3 separate regions of the Sus scrofa genome follow, and all the other regions are linked to region 1. Evidence: chromatin contacts called from public HiChIP or PLAC-seq and promoter capture Hi-C data. All regions are on one chromosome and are shown on one strand. The core of a region is the stretch at or near the end of the contact, and the rest is flanking DNA. Distances in the headings are between cores, read along the strand shown. Region 1 holds the start of FH (fumarate hydratase). Region 2 holds the start of AIDA (axin interactor, dorsalization-associated protein). Region 3 holds the start of DISP1 (protein dispatched homolog 1).

Evidence for each region. Promoter capture Hi-C pulls out the DNA fragments that hold promoters and counts their contacts. HiChIP or PLAC-seq counts read pairs in DNA pulled down with a chosen protein or histone mark.
Region 2: an H3K27ac HiChIP or PLAC-seq map of alveolar macrophages shows a contact between it and region 1. The contact joins the promoter of AIDA here to the promoter of FH in region 1. A contact is called at or near these places in 1 of 5 promoter capture datasets (liver) and 1 of 2 datasets of contacts at active chromatin or transcription factors (alveolar macrophages).
Region 3: a contact with region 1 is called in a promoter capture Hi-C map of liver, with 4 times the contacts expected there. The contact joins the promoter of DISP1 here to the promoter of FH in region 1. A contact is called at or near these places in 2 of 5 promoter capture datasets (fetal skeletal muscle and liver) and 1 of 47 Hi-C or Micro-C datasets (liver).

Annotation. Positions count from the first base shown.
Region 1 is chr10:12,429,605-12,434,457 of Sscrofa11.1, reverse strand. It overlaps FH (fumarate hydratase), which reads left to right and starts at 2,650. Exons shown (of 10, transcript NM_001243588.1): 1 at 2,650-2,794. The coding sequence starts at 2,657. LOC110255637 (a long non-coding RNA gene) reads right to left here and starts at 2,508. Exons shown (of 5, transcript XR_002336209.1): 1 at 2,372-2,508; 2 at 1,230-1,349. It overlaps LOC110255638 (a long non-coding RNA gene), which reads left to right. Exons shown (of 3, transcript XR_002336210.1): 3 at 818-843.
Region 2 is chr10:11,464,039-11,468,891 of Sscrofa11.1, reverse strand. AIDA (axin interactor, dorsalization-associated protein) reads left to right here and starts at 2,043. Exons shown (of 10, transcript XM_003130513.6): 1 at 2,043-2,367. The coding sequence starts at 2,258. It overlaps BROX (BRO1 domain-containing protein BROX), which reads right to left and starts at 2,719. Exons shown (of 13, transcript XM_013980031.2): 1 at 1,639-2,719.
Region 3 is chr10:11,523,552-11,528,404 of Sscrofa11.1, reverse strand. DISP1 (protein dispatched homolog 1) reads right to left here and starts at 2,052. Exons shown (of 8, transcript XM_021064356.1): 1 at 1,989-2,052.

The DNA of each region.
Region 1 (4,853 bases), core at 1,401-3,900:
TTTTGTTAAAAGGATTAACACATATAAAGGGCTTAGAAAATTTTCTGGATCAAAACATGTATCAACAGGTGATTGTTAAAAGGGATTAAAACAGCCCATTTACAAAACATCTATCAGTTAACATTTTAGGTTAAAACTGTATTGTAGAAATAGAAGATACACTCAAAGATGAAACAGAATTATCTAAAATGAGAAACATACATCAGGCAAATAATAACCAATATGAAACTAGCATATACATCAATAGTTAAAAGACTTTAAAAAAGCAGGAGTTCCCATTGTGGCTCAGTGGTTAACGAATCCGACTAGGAACCATGAGGTTGAGGGTTCGATCCCTGCCCTTGCTCAGTGGGTTAAGGATCCAGCGTGGCCGTGAGCTGTGGTGTAGGTTGCAGACGCGGCTCAGATCCCGCATTGCTGTGGCTCTGGCGTAGGCCAGTGACTACAGCTCCGATTGGACCCCTATCCTGGGAACCTCCATATGCCGCGGGAGCGGCCCAAAGAAAGAGCAAAGACCAAAAAAAAAAAAAAAAAAATGTGATAAAACGAGCTAAGTTCATGTGATAGAATACTATTAAGATCACTTGGCTAGATGTTAAAAACATAACTCAGTTATAGAACAGTAAAACTTTTAAGTAAATTTTTAAAATCATTGCTTGCTTACCAATATGCAAACAAAAAAAATACTGATGAATAATACACTATATTATAAATATACTGGTGAATAAAATATCAAAATAATGATAGTTTCTGGGAAGATGGGGAAGAAAATGTCACTCTGTTATTAGTAATTTGTTATTTCTTTTATTTTTCAAAGGGCATGAAGCAAATACATCAAAATGTAAGCATTTTTATCTCGGTAGTTTTCTGTCAAATCAATGACGGCACTAACAATACTATCTTCACATTAAACTTCAGTGTGTGGTCTTTTCGTCCAGTGCTGTCTGTCCTTTAATGGTGGAAAGCACAAACATAGGAGCTAGGCGGTTGTTTTCTACGACCATTTCATAGCTTTTGTTCTGAATTTCTTTTATTCGGACCGTCTATCTCCTAAATAAGCCTTGGCTTATTTGACAGAGGGAACAGGTACTGAGATATAAAGAGGTGGAGAGGGTGTTCTGGAATGTTCTGTGGGTAGTTCGACTATTAGGAACTCTCATGTAAATTTTCAAATGTTAAATATATATATGAATCAAACGCATAAGCCTCAAAATAGCATAAAGTATTACCAATAAATTTGACAGAGACTAACTCTGATAAGCTTGGCTTTGCGTTGTAGGTTCTGGACTTTTGACTTCCGACATCATCCAATGGTTCTCTTTCTTGATTAACTGTCGTCTGGTTTCAAGCTATTCAAAGAAAAGACAAGAAGATATAATACTGCAGATCTGATGCAATTTTACATCTGTTCCGCGAAAAGCAGAATATCACCATCTATTAAAACAATATGCCTTTAATTTCAAAATGTATGTTATCAACGCAGAAGACTTGGAGAACCTAAATGTAAATAATAAAAATTCTGCAATCATTTATAAGTAAGGACATCTACACATTTAAAAAACTGAGTTCTTAGAGTACTGACTGAGAAAGGAAACAGTACAGACATCAAAATCACAGGTTAAAGAGCTGGGTAATTATTATTGGCTTTTTATGGATACTTATGATTTCATTCTCTACACTTTGTTTTCCAAAATTTTTACACGGAAGATGAAAAAAGAGCCAATAGAAAGAACATGTAATGAGTGATTACATGGTAGATGAATAAATAAATTCGTCTCCCTAGGTTATGCCACTGTTAGAGCAGACAGATAGGCATAAACAGAGAAGGAGTACATGGGGCCAGAAACCACGCATCCTGCAAACAGCACGGTCCATGCACGGATAAAGAAAAGCCAGAACCTCCAGGCTGATAGGAAGCCACACCTTTTCAGGTGATAAGAGTGTGTGTGTGTGGGGGGGGGGGGGGACAAAGAAAGGTTGAAAAGAGCGCGAGAATCTCTAACGTTCGGATGGAACCTGTTGCTCATTGTGACCTCATTATAATAAAATTATAACTAAACTGCTATGCAGATAACAAGTACCCATCATACACCAACGCCGTGACACTGCAATAAAACTAAATCAGGGCAAAAATCCCTCCTCCCTTCCGGAAGGTGAAGCTGAGATGAAAAAGAAAAGAATACGACCCCCAAAATCCCACCTTCCCAGTGAATATCCCACTCGCCTCTCTGCCCGCCTCTCCTTAAGAGGTGTATTTCTCACTTAAGTAAATCCTCAACTTTCCTTCTCGATTTCCGTCTGATTTCTGAACTTTTTCTGCTGCGAGGAGGCAAGAACCTAACCTGCGCTCACACCGCTAACAAATACAGACCTTTAGCTAATACTCCGCCCTCTGTTAGCCTCCGGAACGCCGGGTTCAAGCGCAGCGCCAGCCGGGGTTCCCAGCATTCCTTTCCCACCAGTTTCCCAGGAGTCCTCAGGGCGCTAAGGTGGGGCAGTTAAGCCTGCCCCTCACGCTCCGCTGGCCATTGGCTCTATTGGCCCCGCCAATAGGTTGTTGATTGGATAGGAGCGAGGTCTGTGGGCGGGACGGGCTCTGACAGCCCTGAGGAGGCGCGGCCTAGCGACCGGAAGTTCTCCTCAGGCCGCCAGCACTATGGATCGAGCGCTCCGGCTCCTCGCGCGTTCTCGCTGCCTCTCGCGGGTTCCAGCCTCTGCTCCCGGCCCCGGCCCAGGCAGCAGCCCTAGCGGCGTGTCGCGCCTCCTGCTCCGGCCTCCGAACGCCGCTCGAATGGTGAGCTCCCCGACCCCCTGACCGCGCAGCGGTGACCTTCAGGCCTCCCGCCTGCCAGGCGGGTGTCCCGGTACTGGGCCGCGAGCCTGCACTGCGCGCAGCCGAGGCGCCTCCGCCGGCGGTGGGCCGCTGCTGTGGGGAGTCCCGCCGGGCCGCCCGCGCCGGTCTCTGGACCCCTCCCCGGGCGGGCGTGCCTTGCGCCCAGTCCCAGCCGAGCTCCTGCAGGTGGCGGTTGCTGCCGGGACACCGCAGGGATGGACACCGGGAGGAAGGGGCCGCACCAGGGTGGGCCCTGTCCGGAGGGCAGGGGTTTGCAAAACCCTGAATGTGAAACGTGGGCTGCGGGTCTCGAGGAACGTCGGAGGAAGCTGTAAGGGACCAGCTGTAGCTGAAGCAGCATTTTTTATTCAGAACGACCTCCAGGGAACTTAAAGGTCCAATGTCAGGTTCTGCCGTCCTGACTTACTTGAGCCCTTTTGCTCCTTGGAGTGTCGCCTCCCGTAATTCGGGCTCTAACAAGCTTTAAACACGTGTGCTCACATGTGTATTATGAGCAAAAGTTTGGGATGTAAATGCTAGTTTAGGAAGACTTAACTCTGCACTGTTCACTGTGCTGTATAACAGGAGCTTTCATTCAAAGAGATGTCAGCCTACCCTGCTACTCGGAATCGGGATTTGATGCAGGATATACTGGTGCTCAGTGTCCACGGGTATAAATGAAAATAATTACAGGCACTCAGGAAGATTGCCCCTGTGAAAGTACTCTTGAGTTTGGGATGCGGTGAGTGCGTATTCAATGAATACTTCCATCTAAGGTACTGCAAAGGCCCAAGACATTTTCTGGGCTATAAATTTTAAGATAATTTGATGACATCACTACAGCTGAAACTACAAATCAGAAAGATTTGTATTTCTGCAGCTCTCTGCCATAATAATTTTAGTGCATTTCAGAGCCTTTAAAATTTTTTATTTTTCGCTTATTTATTTTGTAAAAGGGAATAGGAGACTGGAGAACTGAATCTATCCCGCTGTAAATGCCAAAAAATAGCACTGTCTTGCTTTTAGTGTAGTAAAATCAGGTGGGGATAGATTTTTTTTTCCCAATAATTCTAAATACATCTTTTGCCTTCTAATCTCAGCTCCAAAATCTCTGAATTGACTATGTTTTTCTTGCTGCTGGTGTTAAGAAATTCACATAACCCTAAATGTCCTAAGTTACCTTTTATCGAAAAGAATACCTAAAAGTTCATCCAATAGGAGAGTAACATATATTGAATGCCTGCTGTGTATTGGGCCCTGCGGATAAATCAGTCACTGTAGGCAGAGTGTAGAGACCACTGGGGGATATCAAATAGGCAAAGCAGTTAAATCAGCAGGAGCCATGCTCAGTTAGCTACAGTGGTTATACTGAGGAGAAGTATGATGAGAGTGAGCACATTTAGTGGACACCAACTGTGATACTGCCTTGGTGGCATGGGGAGTAAGGAAGCCCCACATATTTAAAAGTTACTTTTGAGAATTTCTTTTTTTTTTTTTTAATTAAATTTTTTTTTTTTTTTTTTTTTGTCTTTTAGCCATTTCTTGGGCCACTCCCGCAGCATATGGAGTTTTCCAGGCTAGGGGTCTAATCTGAGCTGTAGCTGCCAGCCTATGCCAGAGTCACAGCGACGTGGGATCCGAGCCACATCTACAACCTACACCACAGCTCATGGCAACGCCGGATCGTTAACCCACTGAGCAAGGGCAGGGATTGAACCCGAAACCTCATGGTTCCTAGTCGGATTCATTAGCCACTGCACCATGACGGGAACTCCTTTTTTTTTTTTTTTTTTTAATTTTAATTTTTATTAAAAAAAATTTTTTTTTTTTGTCTTTTTGCCATTTCTTGGAGAATTTCTTTTAATGATCTTCAGGATGGCCATAAAACCTGAAAACATAGATAATATCTTGTTCTATAATGTAATACAATATTAATATATCATTTATTACATAGTTGTCAATTTTTCAAGACTTAGTGGTCACCCTATATTTTAAGACCAGAAAGACTTTTTGAGGAAGA
Region 2 (4,853 bases), core at 794-3,293, 960 kb after region 1:
GTTTAATGACAAAAACAAGCACATAATGCTCGGTCAATAATGTCTCTTCCAAACACCAAAATATCTGGAAAACTACCTTAGTGAAATGCCAACTTAAAAAATTGAATCCCACACCTTTTAGTTCAAAAAAAAAAGAAAGGAGTATGTCACTTGTTTAAAGTCTTTGGGTAGACAAAGAAGATAATACAGGACAGTCTAACTGAAGATTTAAACATGGCGAGTGGATTCCAGCAAGTAAGAGCCTAGAAATCTGAAGGCATTATACAATGTCGTTCATTGACTTTTCTTACTGGGAAAAGGCTGCACGGTGTAAAAAATACCTACTTTATTCATTTATTTATTTATGTCTTTTTTTAGGGCTGCAGCTGTGGCATATGGAAGTTTCCAGGCTAGGGTTCCAATAGGAGCTGTAGCTGCCGGCCTACACCACAGCCACAGCAACAGCAGATCCAGGGCTGTGACCTACACTACAACTCATGGCAACGCTGGATCTTTGACCCACTCAGCGAGGCCAGGGATCAAATCCACGTCCTCATGCACCCGGTTGTTACCGCTGACCAGGACGGAAACTCCAAAATACCTACTTTAAACATCTCCCTTACCATATTTATTCAAAGCGAAACCGGTTTTGGAGAGCACCAGGTACTTAAGAAAGAGAAAATGCATTGCGTATTCAACGAAAAATTGAGCAAGTTCATTTACGACTCAAAACGTTTAAGGTTCTTCAAAAACATATAACCTTCTAAACAATATCCATATAAACTTCCTTTATCACCTAAGTAAACTAATACACCATCTCTGCGCACATAAAACCAAGCCTTCTAGTGATAATGGCACACAATACTCTTGATTGTGACAACAAATTTTCTACAAGTACTCTTTGAAGGCGACCTCCCATGTCCTGGATGAGGATGTCTGAAGTTCTGAAAATCTTAACCTCAGCAACGCAGGGGTGGGTACCGTGCTCTCCGCCCCGTCGGATCCCTCGGGGTCAGAGATCCGACTCCAGTGTTCGACCTTTCCGAGGGTGGGTGGAAGGACGACACACCCACCTGCAGGTGTGACGGAGCCTCTACAGCCACCAGCACAAGAGTCGGATCGAGGCTGCCACCTAACCCGCCTCTTCCCGAGGAATCCGATTACTGATACGGGTCCACCCACTCAGGAGACCCTGGGTCTCCCGAGGAACCTACCTCAGTGCCGCCCCCGAGGCTCGGAACCTCCACTTCCTGTTTACCACCCAGCCTCTTCCTCCGGTGCCCCTTCCGCCTTAACGTAGGAGTTGCGCAGGCGCACACCCTAGCGTGCCCTGCCTGAGCAGACATTTTTGTGGAAAGCCGATACTATCTACCCGAAAGAGGCAAGCAGAAGGCGATTAGGCAACCCCCCATTTAGCTTGTAAGATCCCCGTGTTAGTGGAAACGCGGACAACAGGATTCGGCAAACCTAGATGTTTATAGCATTGATTAGCGGGACCAGTACGGATTTTTTCTCATTTGTTTCAAGGATACTTTGGGGACCACAATCCGGGAGTCTGTAGAGATGGTGTAAAAGGAGGTGATCCTATAGGTTGGGACTCCGTGGAGACAACAGGGGTAGGGATAGCACTGGCAACATCCATCCTCATGACAAACTTACCGGATCTCTCGGAGTCTGCACAGTAGCCCTTCTGAGGGAAGAAAGGCAATATCCGAGTCCTAAAACGAAAAGGGGTGGGAGTCGGGACTACCGAACTAGAGCGACGGGAAACCAGGCCTGCGCGAGCTGGGTCACGTGGCACGACAGCCATGACAGCTACCGAGGCGGCAGTAGCACGGTGCTTAGGGGCGGGGACGGCCGCATTGGGGCAGCCCCCTTACGACACTCAGTTCCTCATCCATTTCTTAGATACTCCTCTAAGGGCGTTCCTCTTGAGCTCGGTCTCTCCTCCAGAGACGAAGAGCGGAGCTAGCAGAGCCTCCCGAGCGCAGCAAGAATGCCACGATAGCAATGGCTGCCGCTCGGGGGCGCGGGGCGGCCTCAACCTAACGCGGGGGCGGGGCCTCGGAGGCGGGGCCTCGGCGGGGCGGCCTCCTCAGAGCCGCAAAGTTTGGCTGTGGCGGCAAATGGGCTTGGGCGGCTCCTTGGCGGGTGGCGGCGGTGGCCGTAGCGGTTCCTCCCGGCCCTGTTAATGTCGGGGCCAGGCCCGGGGAGGATGGCGCCCTAGAGCCCGGCCTTGCTGGGGCAGGGGCGGGAGGGGACGGGGTGGGCACCGGCCATGTCGGAGGTGACCCGGAGCCTGCTGCAGCGCTGGGGCGCCAGCTTCAGGCGAGGCGCCGACTTCGACTCCTGGGGCCAGCTGGTGGAGGCGATAGACGAATATCAGATGTGAGTGCCCCGCGGCGGAGCGGCCCGGGCGGGCTCGGCGGCCGCCCCTTCCCCTGGCGGCGTCTCTCCGCACTTTCTGCAGCCTGGGCTTCGCAGGGCGGGGCCCCGCAGCCCTGGCCCCGGGGACGGCGGTCCGCCCTCCGCCTCCGCAGGGCCAGTTCCGTGCAACAGGTAGCCCTTCTTTGCCGGGCGCCGGCCCTGAGGGCCAGTCCTTAGTTCCTTCCACCGTCTCGCGGATCCCCGCTCTGCAGCCAGTTCCCTTTCCTGCTTTTTTCCGCTTCTCCGGGTGGCCGCCCCTCGGCTTCTCTGGGAGTCTCTGTGGAATACTCGTGTGAGGGGCCTTGCTCCGCGTACCGTGCCCGCCTCCTCGCGTGGGTGGGACAGACGGGCACTGCTGGCGGCGGACCGAGGGGGTGTCCCCAGGAAGCAGCGAGGCGGGAGGTGTCTCATCAGCTGGGAGGAAGGTCCCCTCTCGCGCCCCTTCTCCACCCCTCTTTCTGGTGAGCCGTGTTTTCCCAATTCACCTCGATTCTGTTTCGGTTTCTGGGACTGTTATTTGCTGGGCGGTGTCAGTCCCACCCGCCCCCTCGCTCGGTGGCTCTGGGTGGAGTCCGCGCAGGATGTGAACAGAAGAGAGCAAAATGTGAATTAATAGACTACGCGCAGGAGCCACCACTCCCTCTTTGGGTCCCTCCTCCTTTTCCTGTGTATGATGTGTAGCCGTAGGGTACACGCGAGCACCAGGTTCTTTGATCCACCGAAATCCAACTTCTTTCCCTTTCTGGTTGCCTCCCAAAACTTAAGGGATGTTTTTAAAATTAAAAGAGAAAGTTTGCGTATGCATAAAACGTTGCCCTTTTCTAGCACATTTCGCTGAAAATAAGAACTGCCTGCTAAATTGCTATTGTTTGCAAACTGTTGCCATCAATTACTTCTCAGTTTTAAAGAAAGTTATCGTTTAAAACCATGTAGTAAAATCTTCCCCCGCCCAGTGTTTTTTGGAAAGAATACAGGAGTAGTGCTTGGAAGATCTCAACCCTTTATTCTTTGCAGTAGTTGTCTACAGTAGTTAATCGGACCGCTAAAGATAATTTAAAATCAGTTCCACCTCATCTTACTGCCTTGGAATTGCCTGTAGGTTTAAAAAGCCCTGCAACCCATCGTACTCTGGGAACTTTTGCCTTGTGTAACAACTGCTGGCGTTTGTTTTACACTTCAGTTGATTTCACTTGCTCTTGCGAAGGCTCAGGGAGGATAATAATATTATTCCTATTTTGCAAATGAGGAAACTGAAAGCTCAGGCTAATAGGATTACCTAGGGTCACAGAACTATACCACTGAAGTCTGGGGTTTTTTTTTGTTGTTATTAAGTTCCAAATTCTGGCAGCTCTACTGTGGATGTATAAGACATTTTATTTACGAGGTGGAAGTAAATTGAACCAATTAAATGTCCTTCATCATAGAGAAGGATCCTTCCAGACCGTAGCCAGTTAGGCAGGGAGCATCTCTGTACTTGTTGTGTGTGTTAACCAGCAAATCCTGAAATCTAAAGCGGCCTCTCACGTGTGAAGGGGCGGGATTTCACAGCTGTTGGCGCTCAGCAGCAGCCCTCCCAATGGAAAGAATACCATGTCCAATTGAAATTACAAAGGAAAATTGAATATGCAAGCTGTTTAGCTGGAATTTCTAGAAACATCTCAATAAGAGAGTAATAGGCTTGGACAAATCCATTGTTGAACCTCAGTTACTAAATTTGGAACTGCCTGATTCAGAGTAGTTCTCAAATTATTATGTAAACCACCTGCATCAAATTTGAGGAGAAGTATATAATGATTGGCTTAAACTTCGTGGACGTACAGGCTATATGTAAAATGAGGTTGACTTTAAAATTAACATATTCAGGGAGTTCCCGTTGTGGCTCGGCTGGTAATGAACCCAGCTAGTATCCATGAGATGCAAGGTCGATTCCTGGACCTGCTCAGTGGGTTAAGGATCTGGTGTTGCCGTGAGCTTCGTCGCAGGTGGAAGACACAGCTCAGATCTGACATTGCTGTGGCTGTGGTGTAGGCTGGCAGCTGTAGCTCTGTTTAAACCCCTAGACTGGGAACTTCCATATGCCGCAGGTGCGGCCTAAAAAGAAAAACAAATAAGTAAAATTAACATACTCAAAAATGAAAGGCAAGTTCCCAGGCCAGGGATCAAATCTGAGCCACAGCTGCAGCAGCTCGGAATCCCCAACCTTCTGTGCAGGCTGCGGTCGGCTGCAGAGACAACGCTGGATCCTTAACCCCTGCACCGCAGTGGAAATGCCAAGTGTTTTTTTGTTTTGTTTTTGAATTGTCTGTGAGAAAGGCTGCAGAACGGGAGACCATTTGGGGGCCACCAAGTGATGTGAAAAAGAATGGACAGGATTTCACTCCTGTTTCACCCCTGACTGGATAATTGAGAGAGGAGGAGGAGTCTGGAGAACGGGTCTTTCTCAGCGG
Region 3 (4,853 bases), core at 803-3,302, 910 kb after region 1:
AGGCCATTTTGATTTGTCAATTATGCCTCAATAAAGCCAGGGAGAAAAGTGTTTATAAGCTAACAAGACACCAGGCCATCAATAAACACAAAATGTTTTTGCTTACCTGAATTAGTGCAAGTCAAACCACCAAATTAGATCTAAATCTGATACCCATACCAACAGTTTTAAAAAGAAAAAATGTTAACACGTGAAATATAAAACACTTGAAACAGGAGTTCCCATTGTGGCTCAGGGTAACAAACCAAACTAGCATCCATGAGGACTTGGGTTCAGTCCCTGGCCTTGCTCAGTGAGTAAGGATCCTGAGTTGCTGTGGCTGTGGTATAGGCCAGCAGCTGCAGCTCCAATTCGACCCCCAGCCTGGGAACTTCCATATGCCGTGGGAGTGTCCCTAAAAAGACAAAACAAACAAACAAATAAACACTTGAAACAAGCAAATGATTCAATCATCAGACATCACCCCCACCAATAACAAGTTAGGGCTCTTCCTAGCTACCTTGACCAGTTGTGATAAAAATCCAAATTTGCCATCTACCTAAAGCTAAAGGAGTCTTTGCAATTTCACAGAAGTGAGACACTATATGATGTAGATTAGAAAGTACATATTAATTGCCATCAATTAAACATTAATAAAACGTAGCAAATAAAGTTACTAATTACCTTTGACAATGATAAAAGCAAGCCTACATACTACATGATGTCCAATAAGGAAAACAAAATGCGCTAATGTATATATAACAACAGATCGTGGATTATCAATACTTTTTAAAAAACTGTCAAGGGCAAATATATATGTCCTCCTTATAGCAGAAATAAAAAATAACAGTAAATCCAAAATTACTAGTAACTGGTTGCACCCTAATCTAAAATTGCCCTCAAATACTAAACACAATAGGGTAACTTTTGGTAAAAATGTATCAGAAAGTCAGGCAGAAAAACAACGATCTGCAACTGCAAACGTGACGTCACTGATTTGCCATGTAATTATCACTGTAATTCCAAACGCATTTAGAAGTTCATTCCATGACAAAGAAAATAAGACAACCTAAACTCTGCAGGGCAGAGAAGATTCCAAAAAGAAAACTTTGCATGGCTTACTTGTATGAAGACAACTTTAAAGCACGATCTTGTTGACAAAGAAATGTAGCCTAAGTTGGACCTGGGTGAGAAAGAGTTCAAGTTTTCCCTGGGCATGTAACATTTTTCCCCGAAATCCGCACGGGTAAAAAATGAATAAATAATTTGTAAAACGCTCCCTTAAAGAGCCAGCATCAATTGCAAATGAAGCAAGACGAGTTCAGCATCCAAGAGGTGACTAGTCGTCTTTCGGATGCGTTAGGTCAGGACGTCCTTCTCCTCTAGGACCCTCGGAGAAGGACCCTCCCCTCCAGCCTCCCCTAGAAGCCGGCCTCGCAGACAACCTGCCAAGTCCCGGACACTCCCCAAGCGGGACCGCCTTCCTTCGAGATGCATCCCGCCCGGTGTCACCCGCCGCCCCCTCCCCTCCGGGGCCTCTTCGGCCTCAGGGTCCCGGGTGCCTCCCACCCCAGCCCCCTGCGGCTGCCCTCTGGGCTCCCCGGCCCCCGATCCTGGTCCCCTGCCTCAAACCTTGGGGTCCCGAGTCTCCCTCTGCCCGCGCGGGGAGTCCCGACTCTCCCGTGCCTACCCGGTCTCCCCGTCCCGCGGCGCGGGGCTGCGGCGGCGCCGAAAAGCATCCACCGCGAAGACCAGTGCCTGAGACTCTCCGGCTCCGATCCGGACCGGGAGCCGGCTTCCGCCTCGCACCGGAAGGCATTGGCGAGGGACCGGAAGTCCCGCCCCTCCCGCCGCCGGCCGGTGGGGCGCTGGGCTGTCGGCGCTGGAGCGCAGGGAGGGTTGGGGCCAGGGGGCTCGCAGGCAACCGGGCGGGAGCAGAAGGACTTCGAAGGGGCGGGTTTCCAGGTGTCCTTCTGCTGCTTCCCTTTTCAGCGGATCAGCCAACCTACCTGCAGCCGCTTGACCAGGGGTTTGCTCTGCTCCCAAGCCCTAGAGGGTCAGGATGACTCAGACACTGACCCTTGCCCTCGCAATCTAGTTGAGAGTTGACATAAATATAAACAGAGGTTAATCACAGCACAAGGCGGTATTGCTTCATACCTTAATCCAAATTTTTATCACCTGCTGTATATCATTCAGGAAACAACTAGGCTGTAAAGAGAAGAACGCCCCTATCTTACGGAGCTAGGGAGGCAATGAATCAGGCAGAGAGTAAATCAAACAGCGACCTGTCCCTTGGAAAGCATAGGCTAAGGACAGATATAGGGGCAAACAAGTGCAATGAAATCATCCAGCATTACAGGAACTATGGCCCTGCTGAAGGCAGTGGTGGGGTGTAGGGAGCTGGGCTGAGAAGAGACTCCAGAGATAATGGCTCTTCAGCTGAGACTGAATAAATGATGAATAAGAATTAAAGGTCAGATAAGGTGGGGAAGTGCAGGCAGAGGAGAAGGATGCCAGACAGTGGGAGTTTGGCTTGATCAGAGAGGGGGAGGAGGGTACAGTTAATTTAGCAAGGTCTGAGATCGCAGAGACAAGAGGAAGCTAGGAGAGGAGGCAAAGCCGGATCAGGAAGACTGTTGTGCATTATGCTAAGGAATTTGAACTTTAGACTCCATGCAGCAGGGAATCAATGCCTATCTCTAGGGCAACTGATGAAACACTGAGTTACGAGGTTGAAAAGGATGACTGACCTATTCACCAAAGAAAAGTAAGAACTTGAAAGATCATGGCTAGAACATTTTACTTGTGAGGGTGCATTCTCAACTGCCATGCTGAGATGTTAAGACAGTGGTTAGCTGCAGCAGCTATATAAAGTCAGGACCACTAGGGCCTGGACCCTTCAGGTTGCCGGTTGGGCACATCACCCCAACCGAGTTGCAAGCTGAAGCCACAGGGAACCATGGAATGAATGAAGACTGCATTCCCACTAGACTAATGAGGCTGTTTGCTGCCTCTATTTCCTTGCTTGCTAATACTGCCTAATAAATATCCTCTTGCACACCCAGCCCCATTTTTCCATTTTAAAAAGAAATGATACAAAAATTGTTCCTTCATTTCTTTTGCTTTTGCCAACAACAAACTATGTTGCACTACATGGAGGGAGGATGACAGTAAAAGGAAAGGAAGAATGGACATCACGTAGAAAGTCTATACTTAGAGGGCACAATGTCACCTCTGGACATGGCTTTTGGCTTTCTCCCAATGGGAAGGTTAGAAGTCCATTTGTGGTGCTACATGAAATAACCCAATCATGTAGCAGGTGTGTCTTTGAAAGAATGAGAATGTATACGTGTGGTGTGAGGTATGTGGGGTTTGTGTGGGTGAGGATGTGTGTTTCTCCTCAATAAAAATTTGCCTCCCTGGTTTGGCAATTGAAATAGACACACAGTTCTACTCCTAACTTGAAAAATCACACCGGCAGGTAAAGCAATAGGCTGAATTTTCAGCTCTGAGTCTCCATGATATACATTTCTTTCCCAAGAAGAAATTAGCTACAGGCTGGGAGGATTGAGCCAAAACTTTCCCTGTGAAAACAATGGATATATGTCTTAAAGAGGAAGGTGACATCTCTATAAAATATCCTGATTAATTGCTGAGAAATTACTTCATTTTTAACATTCTCTTAAAAACTTTAAAAATCAAAGACTATCCATAGGCTGTTTGTAACTCCCCTGAGTAGACAGAATCATTGAAGATTATTTCTGAGTCCTCTCAGTTTTCATCCTGAGACAGACCTCACTGCCCAGGAAAGCACCCTGAACATTGTGTTGCCAGATAAAAATACAAGACACCCCATTAAACTTGAATTTCAGATTTTTGTTTGTTTGTTTTGGTGTAAGTATGTCCCCAAATATTGCATGGAACCTACTTTTAATAAGAAATTACGTATTACTTATCTGGAATTTAAATTTAACTGAGCTTCCTGCATTTCTGTTTGCTAAATCTGGCAACCCTATACTGCACAAAAGCAAGATTCCTTAAATATTCCTAAAGGAAAGATTTCTTAAATTCATCAATGCAACTTTTCTCCCACAAAAGTGTGAATATTACAGTGGACTATTAACGTACTGTACAACAACTATCCACCTTTGTATACTTTTCTTATTATTTTATAATAAAAAAGGATACGCAAGACCAAAGATCTGTGATGGGTATTGTTAAGAGTTAAATGGAAACTGTGTGAGACTGAATCAGAGAGACTGACCTCCATGTGGCTATAAGGTAATAACTCATGGAGTGGGTATTATTTGTCATGTGAGTCTTTTACCTGAGAACAGAATGGACGAGTGCTATGGAACCAAGCTAACTCTTCCCTGTAGCAACTTTTAAAGTACTTTTCGGTAAGGTGGGTTTGTTGTTTCTGTTTTTTGGTTTCAGGCTGTTTGTTTATTTCGTTTTGTTTGAGTTGTGCTCTACAGTTTTTCTTCTTCTTCTCCTTCTCCTTCTTCTCTTTTGCTTTTGTAGGGCCACATGTGAGACATATAGAAGTTCCCAGGCTAGGAGGTCTATTGGAGCTACACCACAGTCACAACCACTCCTGATCCTAGCCACATCTGTGACCTACACCACAGCTGATGGCAACACCGGATCCCGAACCAATGAACAAGGCCAGGGATCGAACCTGCATCCTCACAGATACTAGTCGAGTTCTTAACCTGCTAAGCCACAGCAAGAACTCCTAGTCTTTTCAAAATCAGTCTTATTAGCCTTTTGTTCCACATAACTTTATTTTTCTCAGCTAAGCATACATTGATTCATCTGTCCATTCAACAAATATCCACTGGTAAAGAGACAGCAGTTCCTACCCTGTG